2 separate regions of the Ovis aries genome follow, and region 1 is linked to region 2. Evidence: chromatin contacts called from public Hi-C data. All regions are on one chromosome and are shown on one strand. Each heading gives the region's core, a stretch centred on a gene start, on an enhancer-like site or on the middle of the called end of the contact. The rest is flanking DNA. Distances are from core to core; before and after follow the strand shown. Region 1 has its middle 87 kb from the start of CYRIA. Region 2 overlaps CYRIA (CYFIP related Rac1 interactor A).

Region 1 (5,176 bases), core at 2,441-4,940, 140 kb after region 2:
TGAAACTTTCTCCAGGATACTGGAACCCAGTCACATGACCATTGGTCAACTCACTCCTCAACTCATTCCCCTGTTCCTTGGTTCTACCCCTTGGTTTTCCTGGAAGGAATGGGAGTAGCTATTGTGATGGAGCCTCAGGAGTTCCCTGCTATTCTGAGTCGCTACCTAACCTGCAGTTATGGCTGCCCATCTTATAAAAACAAACTTCTGAGATGAGATGAAGCCTTAGCCTTAGCTCAGTTACTAAGTTTCCTCCTGCACACAGAGCTGCACTCTCTCAAGGAAATGAGCCCTTGAAATTCACATCCTCTACCTGTTTCTTGCTGAGCTGGATGCTGATACTGACCTTCAAAGTACAGCATTCAAAGTCTTCATGTAGTTGTTCATTGGCTAAGCCATCTCTGACTCTTTGCAATCCCATTGACTGCAGCATGCCAGGCTTTCCTGTCTTTCACCATCTCCTGGAGCTTGCTCAAACTCATGTCCATTGAGTCAGTGATGCTGTACAACCATCTTATCCTCTGTCACCCCCTTCTTCTCCTGCCCTCACTCTTCCCCAACATCAGGGTCTTTTCCATGAAGGAGACTGCCTAAAACTTCAGATTCAATTTCCACCTCACCTTAGCCTGACTGAATCATTTGTCAGTTCTCCTGGGCTGGACCCACCCATGTGTCCCTGTCTTTGCACACCTGGGTAGTCAGCCAGCCGGGTCCAGTCTCCCCTGGGCTCCATCAGAACGCTCCTCATCCTTCTAAACAGTGCCGGCAGCCCACTGCTTCTAACCACATTCCCCGGCCCTTCTCCACTCCCCCCATCCCTTGTCCCTGATCTATAGCATTCTTCACAGCTCACAGACTCGTCTTCGTCTGTATGCACATCAATCTCCCTCCTGGATCATAAGCACCTGTGCAGAGGCTGATTGGTTTTGGTTTGAATAGTCTCTGCTTAGCTCATTAGTCATACTGAATCAGTAAGTAAAAGTACTGTGATGGAATCAGAGATGCCTAGAAGGAATGCAGAGGGCATCAGTTAAACCCTCTAATTTATCATTTTGGGGGAAAAATAAATGTTGGGTTCAGCGAATTTAAGCAACTTCAAGCTGAAGTTCAACTTCGTTGAATTGTGCATAGCTGGTTGACAACACATTCAGGTTCATCAGCTGACAGTCCTGACTTAGTGGGTGACAGAGAGAACCATGACATCCCAAACTAACTCCTCAGTTGAGCCTTTCAAAGACTATATTCTCCTTCACTTGTCCCTAGTGTTCTGGGGACTTTGGTCAGTGGCATGTTGTCCATGGATAACACCAGTGGGGTCCTGTCGATGACAGAGCCCCACATTAGGGGCCAAGCTTGTACTTTGTACTTCAGTTGCTCTACCTCTTTAGATGGCCCTAGTGGTAAAGACCTCACTTACCAATGCAGGAGATATAAGAGACGTGGATTTGATCCTTGGGTTGGGAAGATCCCCTGGAGTAGGAAATGGCAACCCACTCCAGTATTTCTTGCCTGGAGAATTCCATGGACAGAGGAGCCTGGTGGGTAACAGTCCATGGGGTCACAAAGAGATGGGTATGACTGAGGTGACTTGGCATGCACGCCCCTTCCAGAGCTGTGGACGTGACCACAGATGATGACACTGCAGAGAGAAGGGGGTGCTGCAAACCCATTCTTCCGTCTGGACCCCACTTTTCCTCCCTGGAGAATTCTGTTGCAGGAAGAGTCACCAGGACCCTGCAGTGGTCTTGTAAAGAGTTCAGGGAGCAGATGGATCCAGCAGATGTGAGTCATGGGTCTCAGGAGGCCTTCTCCAGTGTCCAGCGGTTGGCATGTCTCCCTGACTCCAGGCTGCCTCTGGTCCAGGCGATCCTGGATGGAAGAGAGGGTGATGGACAAGACCTGGAGGACTGAGGGAACAGTAAGTAAAAACAACTGGAAAGGAACTAGTTCCCTGACCCACGCGCTTCATCATCACATTTTTTTCCCCCTGCTGTTTGATTCTGGCTCCATCTCGTCTGTTTGTTTTTGATGCTTCATTGAGACCAGTTACTCCTGAGAAATGGGAAATGACACTGCATACAGCTGAGGTTTGAGCCATCCCTACTCATATTAAACTTGGGATTTTCAAATGATTTCATCAAAGAAAATCAGTGAACAAAAACAGAGGATGACAAGATCTTCGAATATCCCTCGCTGTTAGCAGGGGAAACTGAGGGCTAATTTCCACATAAATTTCCCCTAGAAGGTTTCTCTTTCATAGTTGTACCAAAACGATGATATCTGCCCAACCAAGGGGGCTCGCTTTTCTTTGGCTGATACAGCTGCCAGGTGGAGACCCTCCTTTTCCTGGGGTGCCCCCTTCTCTGCCTCCTTTTTGCTCTCAGGGCCTCGTCGGCATCATTGTCTTGCTGTAAAGCTCCCATCAGTCAGCCCAGCTCAATTCTGCCCCACACTTCCTCCAGTTCAACCCAGCACCACGGCACAGTCGTGCTCATCCCTCTAGATGGTCCAACCACGTCACTCTCCTGTTTCAAGCCCGTCAACAACCATCCATTGCTGTCAAACAACGCTGGGGTCTTGACCATGGGGCCCACAGGCTTTACCTCCTGCCTCTCCAGTCTGCTTTCTACCTATGTGTTAGATGCCTCTTCACCGCAAATCAAAGTCCCTGTTTTGCCGAATGCTTCCACCCCCAGACTCCAGCCTCTCCTGTGAGACCCGTGGTTTCTGCTTCCACAGTTCCCTCCCCCGGAACCCTGTCTTCCTCATCTCCCTCACTGCCGGTTCCTGTGTCTCCTCCGGCTCCTCCCTCACTTCCGGTTCCTACTGCCCCCCGCCCCCCGACCCCTGCCACGCCGCCCTCGTGTGAGACTCTGGGGACACTCTCCCCTGCGCAGACCATTCGTCTCCCTTCTTGTAGGGCCCTGCCACCCCATCTACACACTTGTCTGGCTGCCCGCTGGTGGGCACCTCCCGAAACCTGGGTCAGTCCTCTCTCCGTGGCAAAGATTCAGGGGATTCAGGGGTCCGGTGGGTTCCTGTTGCACTTGTTAGAGAGTAAGCGTGGGCCTCAGATGAGATGGTCGGCTCAGAGCTCTCCCTGGCCCCTGCCCGCCTTTGCCTCTTGTGGAGACAGCTGCAGGGCCCGCAGGCCAGAGCCCCTGGGTCAGAGAAACAACTGTCTTGTGTTCTCTCCAAAAATGAAGATTGCAACATCCTTGTGGCCTGGAGTTCACCGGGCTGGGGGAGGAAGCTGCCCTGGAGCAATGGCTGGGGCATGGGCCTGTGGGCGGTGCCGTGGGACCACTGGCCAGAGTGAGCCACAAGGGAGAGCCCCAGGCCCAGAACCCGGCTGCGGCTGGCTGCGCCAGTCTCTCACAGGAGGCTGCTCTCCTCAGCGCCCTTCCCACGTTTCACTTTTCCTCATATCCGGTTATGTGTCAACCCCTTCTCATCCCCTGGGAGCCTGCACCAGCACCAGAACAGATTTACCAACCATCAGCCTGGGCTATTTTTTGCATATCATTCAGCTCCAAGGGCATTCAAACGACCTTCTAGCAGGAAGGCACTGTGTCTTGGAGAGTAGCGCCACCTGGTGGCACAGAGAGTGAGCATCTTAATTCTACGTCCAGAGGAAGCTGAGTACCTGGCTCACCGCCCAGCACACAGGCTGTGTAACAACAGCAGGGTCTCTGCGGCCCTGGTTGAGGCTCAGAATAAGCCCTGCTGTCCCTGAGTCATCTGTCCAATGGTGGCAAGGCTGAGTGTGTGTGGCCACGCTAGGAGGAGCAGTCTGGAGTCTCAGTGTTCTGTGATTAGGAAAGGATGCTGAAGATTCAACCTTCTGGAATCTGAGAGCTGAAGGGTGGTTTAGAGATCAGTTAAGTCCCAACCACTCCTTTCTCAGATGGGCAAACTAAAGTCCAGGGAGGGGGAATCTTGCGATAGATTAGCTGAAGAGTGAGGACAAGAATCTAGGTTTCTGGGCTCCTTGACTTGCAATTATCCATTGTAGGACTTTAGAGCAGCTAACTGTGATGTCTGATATTTTTCTGAATTACTACTTTACAGAAAAAAAAAAGGAAACCTCTAATACGTTCTTCCTCTTTTCCAAATGTCTACCAATTGAGTCCAGCAATATTCCTCCTTCTTCCAAGAAATCGTCCCTGAGCAGCTGGAAATCTTTCTGAAGTCCTACAGGCAACCAGTCACTCATCCCATATGTACAGAGGGCCTGACCTAGACACTGGGATCAAGTATTCACAAGACAAAGTCCTGTGCTCAAGGAGCTTACATTCCAGTGTGGGAGACAGGTGATGGATGGATAGATGATAAGCTGTATGTAGATGCATTCATGCTCAGTCGCTCAGTCATATCTGACTATTTGCGACCCTGTGGACTGTAGCCCGCCAGGCTCCTCTGTCCATGGGATTCTCCAGTCAAGAATACTGGAGTGGGTTGCCATTTCCTCCTCCAGGAAGTCTTGCCGACCCAGGGATCGAACCTGTGTCTCTTTGCATTGTCAGGAAGATTCATTACCACTGAGCCACCTGGGAAACCCCCATAGATAGAAGATAGATAGATTAACAGATAGATACAGGGATATATAGACAGATAGATGATGGATAAATAATTTCAGGTACTAGTAAGTGCTTTGAAGATGATAAATAAAGAAACATGATAAGGAGGAACTTTGAGTGGACAGCTTTGGCAAGGGTAAGCAGAAAGATGTTCTGGAGAGGGCTTGGCTACAAAGGAGGATGAGGAGGGAAGAAAAATTCAAGCAAAAAGAACAGTAAGTGCAAGCAATATCTTCAAGCCTGGGATAATATTAGCCGGTACCACCACAGAGGGAGCCAGAGAGGGAGAAACAAGTAGACAAGGAGAGAGTAAAGAGAGTTGAGACCAGGGAATTATGTGAAGACGAGATCTCGGGGTGAGTTGGGTTTGTATACTGCTTGCAATGGAAATCATGAGAGAGTTTAAGCGAGAACATGCTGAAGTCTTATTTTCAGCACAGGCAACCCCCTTGTGCCTGAGCTCCTGAGGACTCTTGTTCTGACATCACCTCATCACTTGCCGGAAGCCCTTCCTCACCTGCCAAGGTGGAGGAGATGCCCAAGTGTTAACATCTTCATATCACTGTCACTGTGCTTCCCACCTTGTTTAGAATGAA
Region 2 (5,246 bases), core at 548-3,047:
AGTTGCTTACTCAATTGTCAGTGGGCCTTTGGTGGCTGCAGAGGTCTGGGGTTGGGAGGATGGGAAGCCCCAAGTCCCCCGTGGCTGAAATGACATTCTCTGTGGATAGAGAAGAGAGGCCTTTGGAGTGACAGCTGGGCAGAGGCCTGGCCGTGAGACCTGTTGGCACATCCATCTTCGGGTTATGATGAAGTGGTGGGACCAGTCTTCCTAGGTGGCATTTAAAACTGCTACAAAGATGGTTCTCTGCCAAGCAAACTTATGTCCACCACCAGCCAGGGGCCGGCGCCACTGCTGGTGCCAGCCTGGGGCTGGTCCGGGGCAGGGGCCTGCCCTCTGCTCCTCCGCCCCCCTGGGAGCCCTCTTCCAGCACCTTCCCTCAGTCTTGCCGTTCTCGTTTACCTGTCTGCCTCTCATCCTAAAGGATGAATCCATACAACACAGGGACCGGGACTGACTCATGTTTGAATACAAAATAGGCCGTTCAGGGAATGCATATTTCTGAATACATGGAAAAGTGAGTGGACAGAAGAAGGTGTGGGTACCAAAGTCTTTATCCAAGGACCTCTCACTGGAGTGCTGGGCATCACCTTAGAGCAAGAGGGAAGGAGAGAGGAAGGGCCAGTGGGAGAGGAGGCAAATGTGAGCGAGGAGGAGGAATGAATGGAAGGAAGAAAGGGAAGAAGGAAGAAAAGAAAGAAGGAAGGGGAGAGGGAAGGAAAATTGTACCCCCCACTTTCACATCTAGTCTAATAAAGATGCAACTGGATTCAGACTCCTAGGGGTCACATCTTAGGTCTGTCAATTAAAAGAAAGAAAACTTGAGTCATCAGAAGAGCAAAATACAGCCTCGGTGATGCCCAAATTAACTTCTGAAAAAGACATCTCCTCCCGCAGCTAGGAGGAGTTGGCCAGTGAGTCACTTTCACAAAAGGAGACTTGTGGAGCTGTCTCCGCATCACTGGGAAGCTGAGCTGGGAGAAGTCCAAGGTCAAGGACAGAGGTGGCAAAGGAATAGTGTCTCCTCACCAAGTGGGGGTGGAATTGCACTGTGGGATGCCCTGTGAAACAAAAGCTCTGGAAAGGCAAGAAGGCCTGCATTCTGAAGTGGTCCTCACTGCTTTTGGCCTTGGAGTAGGTGGGCTGGCAGTGGGTTCCGTCCCAGGTAAGTCCTGGCCACTATTCTTCATTCATCTTTCCTGGTAGGGATCAGTGTGGGCACAGAGGGCCCTGAAGACTCCCAAAATGACGTCACTCAGCCCCCTGCTTCCCAAATCCTCATTCTCAGAGAAACACGATTAATTAGCAGCTCCTGCTACTGCTAAGTTGCTTCAGTTGTGTCCGACTCTGTGCGACCCCATAGACAGCAGCCCACCAGCCTCCCCCGTCCCTGGGATTCTCCAGGCAAGAACAATGGAGTGGGTTGCCATTTCCTTCTCCAATGCATGAAAGTGAAAAGTGAAAGGGAAGTCGCTCAGTCGTGTCCGACTCTTCACAACCCCATGGACTGCAGCCTACCAGGCTCCTCTGTCCATGGGGTTTTCCAGGCAAGAGTACTGGAGTGGGGTGCCATCAACTTCTCCGAATTAGCAGCTGCTGACTCTCAGTCCTGCACTCAATGCCATTTTAAGCGCTGTCCACAAATAATCTCATTTAATTGTCATGATAACTTTCCAATGTAGATAAGCAGTTGGCTTTCAGAGATACTAAATCTATGTATTTCTGTCACAACCAAGAGCTTTTCTTTGGGCTAATGTAAGAGCTTGCAGTTAAGTACTTTCTCCACTAAGGGGCGTGCACATCTCCTGTTAAAAGTGCGGGTCAGGCTTCCCTGGTGGTTCAGATGGTAAAGAACCTGCCTGCCAATGCAGGAGACAGGAGACTCAGGTTCTATCCCTGGGTTTAGAAGATCCCCTAGAGAAGGGAATGGCTATCTACTCCAGTATTCTTGCCTGGAGAATTTTGTGGACAGAGGAGCCTGGCAGGCTACAGTCCATGGTGTCGCAGTCACTGCTAAGAGACTAACACTTTTCACAAAAGAAGTTTGTCCTTTTCACAAAACGGACAAAACAGAGGGATCACTTTCAATGCCCTGAATATATTCTAAACGTTGTTCCTCTTGGTAGTAAAACGGGCTCACACTCACAGCTGTGGCACCCAGTGCTCACTGAACACATTAACTGACTTCATTCCTGTTCACAGTCATGTCAAAAGCACTGGTCTTGACTACTTTGCTGGAAATGGAGCTGTGACATTTGGTGGGAAAGAAAAATGAATAGATTCACCCGTTTGGCTTAGTAAGCATCCTCCTTCCCAGCCTCTTCCCCTAAATTTCTCAAATTACCTTTTCCACCCAGGGAAAGTGTCTGAAGCCACCCAGTGTCTGGTGGCTGAATCAACTTGACTCCAGTTGCAAAAGGGAAAGAGAGAGAGAAAGAAGGGAAGAAAGGAAGGAAGGAAGGGCTGAAATCCTATCCAAGCTGATCAGAATGAATTCTGACGGCTCATTTTCACGCAACATCCGCTTAGAATTATATTGCGGATCTGGAAATTCTCTGGAAGCGTAAACCGGGAGAGCAGGAGATCCTCCGTTAGCGATCGGTTACCCCACCCTGTACGGATAAACAGAGGCAGGAGGTGTGCAGAAGTAGAGTGTTGTTTTTACAAAGGATGCTCCGGCAGGAAACTCGACATACACAGAGGAGTTAGCAGAGGGACTGTGGAACTTCCCTGTTTGGGCTGATCCAGCAAGACCACAATTAAACCAAACAAACAAGCTCACCAAGTTTATCTCCAGATTTCTGTTTAAGCCCAGCCCTGCTCTTGATGACTCAACCATGCGCTATCCTGGTTTAAACTTGACCCTGCAGCCAGAGTTCCCAGGCTGGTGTCTGTGGCCACAAATGACTAAATTTAAAAGCTGTGCCCTGCATATGCTCCAGGGTTGCCAGCTCTCACAGACAGATCAAGTATTGTTTAGGCTATTCCTAAATTCCACTTGAAGACAGCAAATTGTTAACTCAAGCACCAGGTCAGGGGCTGCTCTGCAGTTCCTAGCAGCTGAGAACCCAGCTCAACAAAGTAATCCCAGGTCATTTGGTGGAGTGGAGGGCGGAATGTGGGAAACACACTGAAGAGACCGTGGAGACACTGGCTCCCCTTTCACTTACTAGCCTGTGGCCTTGGCCGTGAATCTGACCCAGGTGGTAAAGAACCCATCTCCCGATGTAGAAGACATGAGAGACACAGCTTCAATCCCTAGGTCGAGAAGATCCCCTGGAGGAGGGCATGGCAAGCCACTCTAGTATTCTTGTCTGGGGAATCCCACGGACGGAGGCGCCTGGAGGGCTACAGTCCATGGGGTCGCACAGAGTTGGACACAGCTGAAGTGAGAGCACGCGTGTATGCATGCACTGGATTAAAGATGTGAAGTTCCAGTGTCAAATCTCCCTTTCATCCTGTACATCACAAGTAAATGGTTGTTTTAGGATTGACTGTCTTAAGATGAATGAAACCAGGGGTTCCCCTTGTACTAGTTTCATATTCACTTTGTTTTAAGGGTAAGTTTATTTATTGACAGCCCCCTTTCTGCCCCCACCACCCGCCGCCTGGCACAAATCACAGCACAAAAAGTAAGCAGGGATGGCATTCAGGAATCCCTCACCTCGGACCAGGTCTTAGGCTGAGGGCTTGTCACACAGGGTCTACATCCTGGAGCCTGGGACAAGAAGGCTATGCAATCTTTACTGCTGCCACTTTCCACAATGCCTCCCATTCTCCTGGCCTCAGTTTACTCATCTGAAAAAAGGGTCAGACAGAAGCAAGATCGAGTGATCTCACAGAACCCTCTAAAGACAACTTTTATGAAATTTCCAAGGCAGAGCTCTCTCAATAAATCTTCGTTAAAATAACAAAGAGAAAACCAGGTGTTTAAATGCAGCACTTACTTAAGATAAAACACACACACACACCAACAGAAAACAAGCAACCCACTGTATACAGCAATTAGTCAACATGACTCACTAATATTTTGTCTGTCACTGACCAGGCCACTAGCATCTCTCAGAACCAACACCAGCAGCTCCTGTTCATCTCCAACTAGGCTGTTAGCAGCTCAGGGCCATCCTTGCCAAGGTGTGACCCAAAAGATGCCCAGGGCGCACACGGCTGGCGCCCCCTTCCTACCCTCTGCCTGGGGAGCCGGTTGGCATGGTGACGCCTGAGACATTCTTCACTCCCTTCCCTTTACTCTATTATCACTGTGTGAGATCTTGCCCCAGAAGAACAGAGAAATCCTGAGGGTGAGGTCTGATGTCAGGGGAAAACAAGCAAGTCTTTGTCAGGCCGTTCAAGGAGGAGGCCCAGCCCGGGCTCTCCAGCCGCACACAGAGGGGCTTGTGCTTGCTCTGCCCAGAGCCGGGGGGCCCTTCATTGGGGCATCCTGAGCCCTCTTCCTTGCCTGACATCGGAGCTGAGCATAGTGGATAGAATTTCCACTTGGCGAGCAGATATTTCACACTGAAAGGGCTTAAAGCAGAGCTTCCACCCATAGCCACACCAGAAAACTACCCACAAGAAATCCACCCTCTAAGCTGTTCCTCCCACTCAGCACAGTAGCCCCCTTCCCTATTCATCCTTAGTCAGCTCCTCCATCCTTCTCTCCGCCTACTTTCCACTCCCCCAGCCCAGGCTCCCGCCTTCATCTCCTCCTTGCTACTCCCTCCTCTCCAGACTCCCAGCTCCTCTGAGAAGCCACTTGGTTCAAGGAACTCTCCAGCCTCTGGTCTCCTAGGAGGCTTCCCTTGTTCCATTGGACAGAAGGACGTGTCGCACACTCATGACGTCTCACTGTGTTTATTGTGTTGCTGACTTAGCTTTGAAACGCCATCATCTAGGAAAAGTTCTGCTTGGGGGTGGAAGGGAGTGGATTTCCCCTGGTGGCTCAGACATTGCAAGAATCTGCCTGCAATGCAGGAGACCACAGTTAAATTCCTGGGTGGGGACGATCCCTTGGAGAAGGGAATGACAAACCACTCCAGTATTCTTGCCTGGAGAATTCCATGGACAGAGGAGCCTGGCAGGCTATAGAATCCATGGGATCACAAAGAGTCGGACATGACTGAGTGACTTTCATTTTCACTTTTTCACAGGACAAGTTCTGCACGCAGGAGATGCCTAATAAACAGCCATTAAATTATTGAACCCACAGCTCATCCCAGAAACGGAATTGAATATTGAAGTGAGGT

Evidence for each region. A called contact is a pair of places that touch in the nucleus more often than the background predicts.
Region 1: a Hi-C map of liver shows a contact between it and region 2, with 9 times the contacts expected there. The contact joins two enhancer-like sites. A contact is called at or near these places in 11 of 16 Hi-C or Micro-C datasets (blood, hypothalamus, liver and 4 more).

The regions. Positions count from the first base shown.
Region 1 is chr3:25,012,576-25,017,751 of ARS-UI_Ramb_v3.0, forward strand. No RefSeq gene overlaps it. Among named protein-coding and RNA genes, the nearest start is that of CYRIA, 87 kb to the left of the region's middle. Within about 2 kb of position 3,691, at least 21 of the 54 cell types and tissues checked have an H3K27ac peak or open chromatin away from gene starts, as enhancers often do. A contact at or near this core is called in hypothalamus and liver, where this site is marked.
Region 2 is chr3:24,872,989-24,878,234 of ARS-UI_Ramb_v3.0, forward strand. All of the region lies in intron 2 of CYRIA (CYFIP related Rac1 interactor A), which reads right to left. Among named protein-coding and RNA genes, the nearest start is that of CYRIA, 53 kb to the right of the region's middle. Within about 2 kb of position 1,798, at least 9 of the 54 cell types and tissues checked have an H3K27ac peak or open chromatin away from gene starts, as enhancers often do. A contact at or near this core is called in hypothalamus and liver, where this site is marked.